2 separate regions of the Sus scrofa genome follow, and region 1 is linked to region 2. The links are chromatin contacts, called in public HiChIP or PLAC-seq maps. All regions are on one chromosome and are shown on one strand. Each heading gives the region's core, a stretch centred on a gene start, on an enhancer-like site or on the middle of the called end of the contact. The rest is flanking DNA. Distances are from core to core; before and after follow the strand shown.

Region 1 (2,960 bases), core at 403-2,902, 520 kb after region 2:
GTGCTATTTTAAAATAAACCCTCCGAGTCTGCAGGCAATACCGTCCTGAGACACCATGCATCCTGAGAGACGCAGCACAGATTAACCAGAGGTGTTTCTGGAAGAGGGTGTGTGCAGGGAGGGAACCCGCGGTCACTGGATGTGGCCCTGGGGCTGAAAAACAGTGAGAAAAACACCCAGGAAACAGCACCCGAAGCCAAGGGCCCTGCACCCAAGGAGCCACCCAGGCTTCTGGCCAGAGCCGGGCATCCATGCCCAGCCGGCTGCCCTCTGGCCAGGCGGCCGGCGAGAACTCTCCACGCCCCTCTCAGCACCTGCCAGGATTTAATAAGCGAAACATCGAAGATGCTCAGCACAGCGCCGGATATATAGAAAACCCTCCAGAAAGGCCACGAAAATGTCCTTTCTGGGCTTAACCCACAGCCGGCGAGTCAGACCGCCTTCTGGGTCCACTTCGAGGCGCTTCTCAGAAACGGGTCCTGGCTCAACCTGGGAAACCAGCAACTTCCCAATCAGTGCAACCTGCCCCCTCCAGCCCCCCTAAAAGCCTGCCTTCCCAAACTGCCAAGGAGGACAAGGTACCAGGCTAGGACAACCAGGGATGTTCGCTGCCTTGGACTCAAGGATGTGCCCCGCAAGGTGCACAGTGCCGCGGGCTAATTAAGCCCTGGGCCCCAGGTGCGCGGCCCAGGTGGCATCTTTGGGGATCTACTCCCATAACAGGAGGGCAAAAGCCAGGTAACCGGAAGGCAAGGCTCCGAGACTTCTAGGAACACACAAAGAGAGGAGGTTTGCACCAAGCTTTCTGGTCGACCCCAAACCCAACCGGCTCCCCACACGCCCTGCTTTCCAGGGCGCAGCTCGATCTCAGAGGAAAGCTCGCCCGCGCCCTGAAAACGCCCAGACACATCCTGCCTGCTTCCTTTGAAGCCTCCGAAGTGGATACTTCTGGTTAAATTTAAACTCCGGGCTCCTTCGAAATGACACCTTTTACGGCTCGGCTCTATTCACCGTCTCAAAGACGCCCGCCCGCCGCCGGGGCTCGGCTCGGGCGCTGCAGCCACTCGGACACGCGGCCGCGGTCCCCCGCCTCGTCCCCGGTGCCAGCCGTTGTCTGAAAGTTCACGCCGCGGGCCGAGGGGCGCGCACCGACCGGCCCGGCCGCGGGGCCTTGCGCTCCGGCCGCGTCCGCCCCGCGCCCCCGGCCCCCGGGCCCCGCCGGTCGCGCGCCCCGGGGAGCGCCGAGCAGCCCGGCCCGCCGCCCGCCGAGGCCCGCGGAGGCGAAGCCGCGACGCGCCCAGCAGGCCCGGCGGCGGTTTCACTTCTGCTCCCGGCGCAGCGCCGGGCCCGCGGGTCCCGGGAGCCCGGCCGCCCCGCCCGCCCGCCCGAGGCACGGGCCGCGCCGCGCCGGCCGCCGCGCCTCACCTGCTTTCTCGATCTTGCCGGACATTTCCGGGCTGCGCCGGAGGCCGAGGCCGCCGCTCATCGGGCCCGGGCCGGGCCGCTGCGGGGCCACAGGCCGGCGCGGCCGCCGCTCGCCTCGGCCCTGGCTCGCCGCGCCTCAGACCCGCGCCGGCATGGCGGGCTCCGCGGGCCGCGGCCTCTGCGCTCGGCCAGCGGCGCTCCAGCCCGCCCGGGGCCGCCGCCGCTCCGCCTCCTCCGCTCCGGCCGCCGCCGCCGCCGCCGCCGCTTCCCGGGCCCGCGAGCCGGCCGCAGCGCCGCGCCGCGCCGCCGCCGCCGCCCGCTGGCCTCGGCCGCGGCCAGAGCGCCACCTACCGGGCGGCCGCCGCGCCGCCGTGGGCCCAGCGCCCCCTGCCGACTCGGAGCCGGCCTGAGCCTCCCGCCCGGGATGCAGCGCCCCCTGCCGGCCCGGAGTCTCCGCGCCGGAGCGTTGGCCCGACCTCCCAAGCCGCACCTGGGAGTCAGGGTGCCCTGCCGGCACAGAACCTCTCTGCCAGGGCCTGGGGTTGGACCCCGCCCCAGATTCAGCATCCTCTGCCATGGAAGCAGCTCCCAACCTGGATCTGGCTGAGAGCTTGCCCAGATCCCTCCCCACTTGAGACCCAGCATCCCCTGCTGGCCTGTAGTCTCCATACCGTGGCTTGGGACTGACACCCCAACCCGGGTTCAGAGCCTCCCCTGCCCAGGTCCTGGAATGCCCCCCTCACTTGGAACACAGGGCCCCTCCCAAACTCTAGCCTCCATGCCTGGGTGACTGACACCACCCAGGATTCAGAGTGCCCTGATGGCCCACACTCCATGCCAAGCCTGGGGCCCATCCCCCTCCCTCTACCTGGGTCTCAACAGCCCATTTGGGTTGAGTCACCTGGTAAGGGCTCCCTGCCATCCCAGAGCCTGGAGGCTGGGGACTGACCTGACCTGACCAGGGGCTCCTCCTGACCCGACCTCTCCCCTCACCTAAGACTCAGCACCACCTGAGAGCAGGAGCCACCTGGCCAGGTCAAGGCCTGATTCCACTTAGAGCTCAGTGTCCCCAGAGGCCCAGCCCATGAGGATGCAACAACCGTGTCCTCTCTACTCATTCAACCCCCAAAGGGGGACCAAGCTATCCTCCAGCCTGGACGTCAGCTATGGGACATTCAGAGTGTGGCAGTGAGTTCAGTAAAAGTCATTGGTTTGAGAATCAAACAACCTACTAGAGGAGTTAACACGGAGCTCAGTGGGTTAAGGATCTGACATTATCGCTGCTGTGACTCTGATTACTACTGTGATGGAGATTCAGTCCCTGGCCTGGGAAGCTCCACGTGCCTTGGGCACGCCAAAAAAAAAAAAAAAAAAAAAAAAAAAAAAAAAAAAAAAATTCCTACTAGGACCAGGCACTGTGTGAGCTGCTACGGGTCCTACAAAAATGTGCAAAATTGATTCTTCCCTCCAAAGAGTTCATAATTTGAGGAGTCAAAGTTAAATCATATAAAGCAAATAAAGATAACACACATTCA
Region 2 (2,821 bases), core at 104-2,603:
GTGTGTGTGTGTGTGTGTGTGTGTGTGTGTGTGTGTGTGTGTGTGTGTATTTCAGGTTGTGGCCATTAGCTCTAGGACTCTTATTTTTCTGGCCATGGGCTCAGCTTCTTAGAAGTTCCGCTGTTTCCTCTCTGAAAGACCAAATCTAACTAATATAACCAGCAACTTGGGGGCTGCCAATATGGCTTCACCCCTGCCATTGGAAAGGAGGGAGTGTATGGGGCAAATTCAGGTGGATGCAGTATGTGTGTATGTATGCATGTGAGTGTGTGCGGTACCAGATATCTCTACAGAATGGAAATAAAACAAACTTATCAACGTCTTGATTGGTGTATTTTGGGGGTGGTTCTGGGCCTTAGTAAACTGAGAAGCACTAGCTGATATAGTGACAGACTAAAAGAATGTGTCCTGTGTGCCAGGTGCTGTTAAACGTTGAACTTCCTTTGCTTCTCATAGCAACCCCATGAGTAAGGTTCCATTATGTCATTTTTGTTTGAGAAATGAGAAGCAGGCTTGGAGCAGATGAGGAGTCTGCTGAAAACCAAGCAGTGACAGAATACGTACCCCTCCCCCCATCTTCCCGGGAGCTGATCACAGCCTCCAAGCTAAGAATCTCTGTCCTAGAGCATTTACAGTTCCACTGCAAAAATCTCTACGTAGGACTGTGTCATAGTCAGCAATCAGTATATTCAGACAAGCCGAACTCTAATCCTGCCTTCACCACTTGAGGGGCACTGGGGAATTTTCTTAACTCCTCTGTGCTTCCAGTCACCTCAATCAATTAAATGGCAGTGACAACCCCTAGGTGACTACTGAAGAGTAAACAACACATCTAAAGTGTTTTGTGGGAGTTCCCGTTGTGGCACAGCGGAAATAAATCTGGCTAGTATCCAGGACCATGCGGGTTCCATCCCTGGCCTGGCTCGGTGGGGTCGGGGATCTCGCGTTGCTGTGGCCTGCTGTGTAGGCTGCCCGTTGTAGCTCTAATTAGACCCCTAGCCTGGGAACTTCCATATGCCACACAGGCGGGGCCTAAAAACCATAAATTAAATAGTGTTTTGCCCAGTTTTTGGGCCCTTGCACCGGAAACGATTACCTTGAAAGGCGTAAACAAAGCTAATCACTGGTGCCCTCTAATCTCCCCTTTCAGCCATTAGACACAGAAGAGTCTCGCTGGCGACACCCACCTCACCAACTTCCCGCACTTTTCCCTCCACTCTCCCGGCCTCCAAAGCCCTTCTCAGGAGCTGCCCCTTGGAAGTATTTGTCAAGTTCCTAACTTCTCTACAATTGGAGCTATTAATAACCACCTACATCCACAGATTACAGTGTCGTTTCCATTAAACGAGCGTGGAGGCCCTGCAGGTGCACCGCTCAAAGAACGAAAGCGAAACCGCGCCACCTGCTAAAGCGGCTGCTGCAACCGGACCTCCCGCGCGCAGGCGCCCCAGCTCCCGGGCCACGCCCCCTACTCGGTCCAAGCCAGCCAATGGGAGGCGGCGGCCAGGAGGGCTCAAGACTTCAGAAGGGCCCTCAGCCTCCCTTCACAGGTCCGCGGACCGAGGAGCTTGACGTCACCAATGCGCGCCGGAAGTACGTAATCTGCGGAGCGCTGCTCAACCTGAAGAAAGGAAGTTGGCCTGGAAGCGCCTGGGTAGTGTTGGCGAGGCCCCGGGCAGCCGCGGTGGCTGCTTTGACCAGTTGAGAGCGGCGAGATGGGAGACGAGATGGACGCCGTGATCCCCGAGCGGGAGATGAAGGTCAGACACTGGCCGGGGCCTCCCCCCCTTTCTTAGTTCAGGTGTTGCCTGCGAGACGCGAGTGTCGGCTGCCCCGCCCCCCGCCTGCAGCTCGAACTGTTTGCCGGGCTCACGGTTCTCACCAACGCGTCCTGGAGAGCTCTGCCGTGCCGCCGGCGTAAAAGCCCCACTGAATGCAGTTTTGCCGCCCTAGTTGGTCTTGTCTGAGCTTCTTGAGTTATCCTAACTACGCTTTTTTTTTTGGCCGCGCTCGCGGCTTGCGGAAGTTTTTGGTCCAGGGATCGAACCCGAGCTGCTGCAGTGACAACTCTGGATCCTTTAACCGCTAGACCACAAGGGAACTCTTCTCCTACCTACTCTAATGTGGTGGTCGGAGTAGTGGTCATAACCACTGTGTATCGAGCGTTTGCTTTATGCCAGGCACTGATAATTATCACAGCAACTTACGAAGTGCTTGTTAATATAGAGTAGCAAGTTGAGGCTCAGAAAGTAACTTGCCCAAAGCCTCATTTGACAAGCGTGCAGAAATTTAGGTGTTTGTCGTTAGTGTTTTCAAGACCCTCTCTCAGGTGCCAGTACTTCTGTAAGGTGGTCCAGGCTTGCCCGTTCATCACTGAACCTTGTAAGAGCTTTAGTTAACTGGAACTGGAGGACTCTTTTGGTCCTGGAAATCAACCTGAAGTCAGAACACTTGAGCGGGCCAGCTGAGCCAAATGATGAGAGGGAATTCACAAGAAAACAGGACTGTGTTGTAGGAAGACTTTAGGTATCTGAACAACTAATCACTGAAGTGCATTTAAAGCGTAGTAATCCATACCATGTTTAGAGCTGTGATGCTCTCTTTCTCCTTGAGAATCACTGCCCTGGATGAGCCACCCAGTGAGTGTGCCATGTTCCTCAGATATGCTGGGGCAGAAGGATGAAGAGGTTTAAGAACAACCACCTTCCTGGGTTACTGGTTACAAGACCCAAGTAGGGGAGTTCCCGTCGGGGCCCAGTGGAAACAAATCCGATTAGGAACCATGAGGTTTCGGGTTTGATCCCTGGACTCACTTAGTGAG

Evidence for each region. HiChIP or PLAC-seq counts read pairs in DNA pulled down with a chosen protein or histone mark.
Region 1: an H3K27ac HiChIP or PLAC-seq map of skeletal muscle shows a contact between it and region 2, with 3 times the contacts expected there. The contact joins the promoter of RAPGEF1 here to the promoter of NUP214 in region 2. A contact is called at or near these places in 1 of 5 promoter capture datasets (fetal liver) and 1 of 2 datasets of contacts at active chromatin or transcription factors (skeletal muscle).

The regions. Positions count from the first base shown.
Region 1 is chr1:271,622,957-271,625,916 of Sscrofa11.1, forward strand. It overlaps RAPGEF1 (rap guanine nucleotide exchange factor 1), which reads right to left and starts at 1,653. Exons shown (of 26, transcript XM_005654593.3): 1 at 1,426-1,653. The coding sequence starts at 1,486.
Region 2 is chr1:271,102,485-271,105,305 of Sscrofa11.1, forward strand. It overlaps NUP214 (nuclear pore complex protein Nup214), which reads left to right and starts at 1,354. Exons shown (of 35, transcript XR_002337892.1): 1 at 1,354-1,760.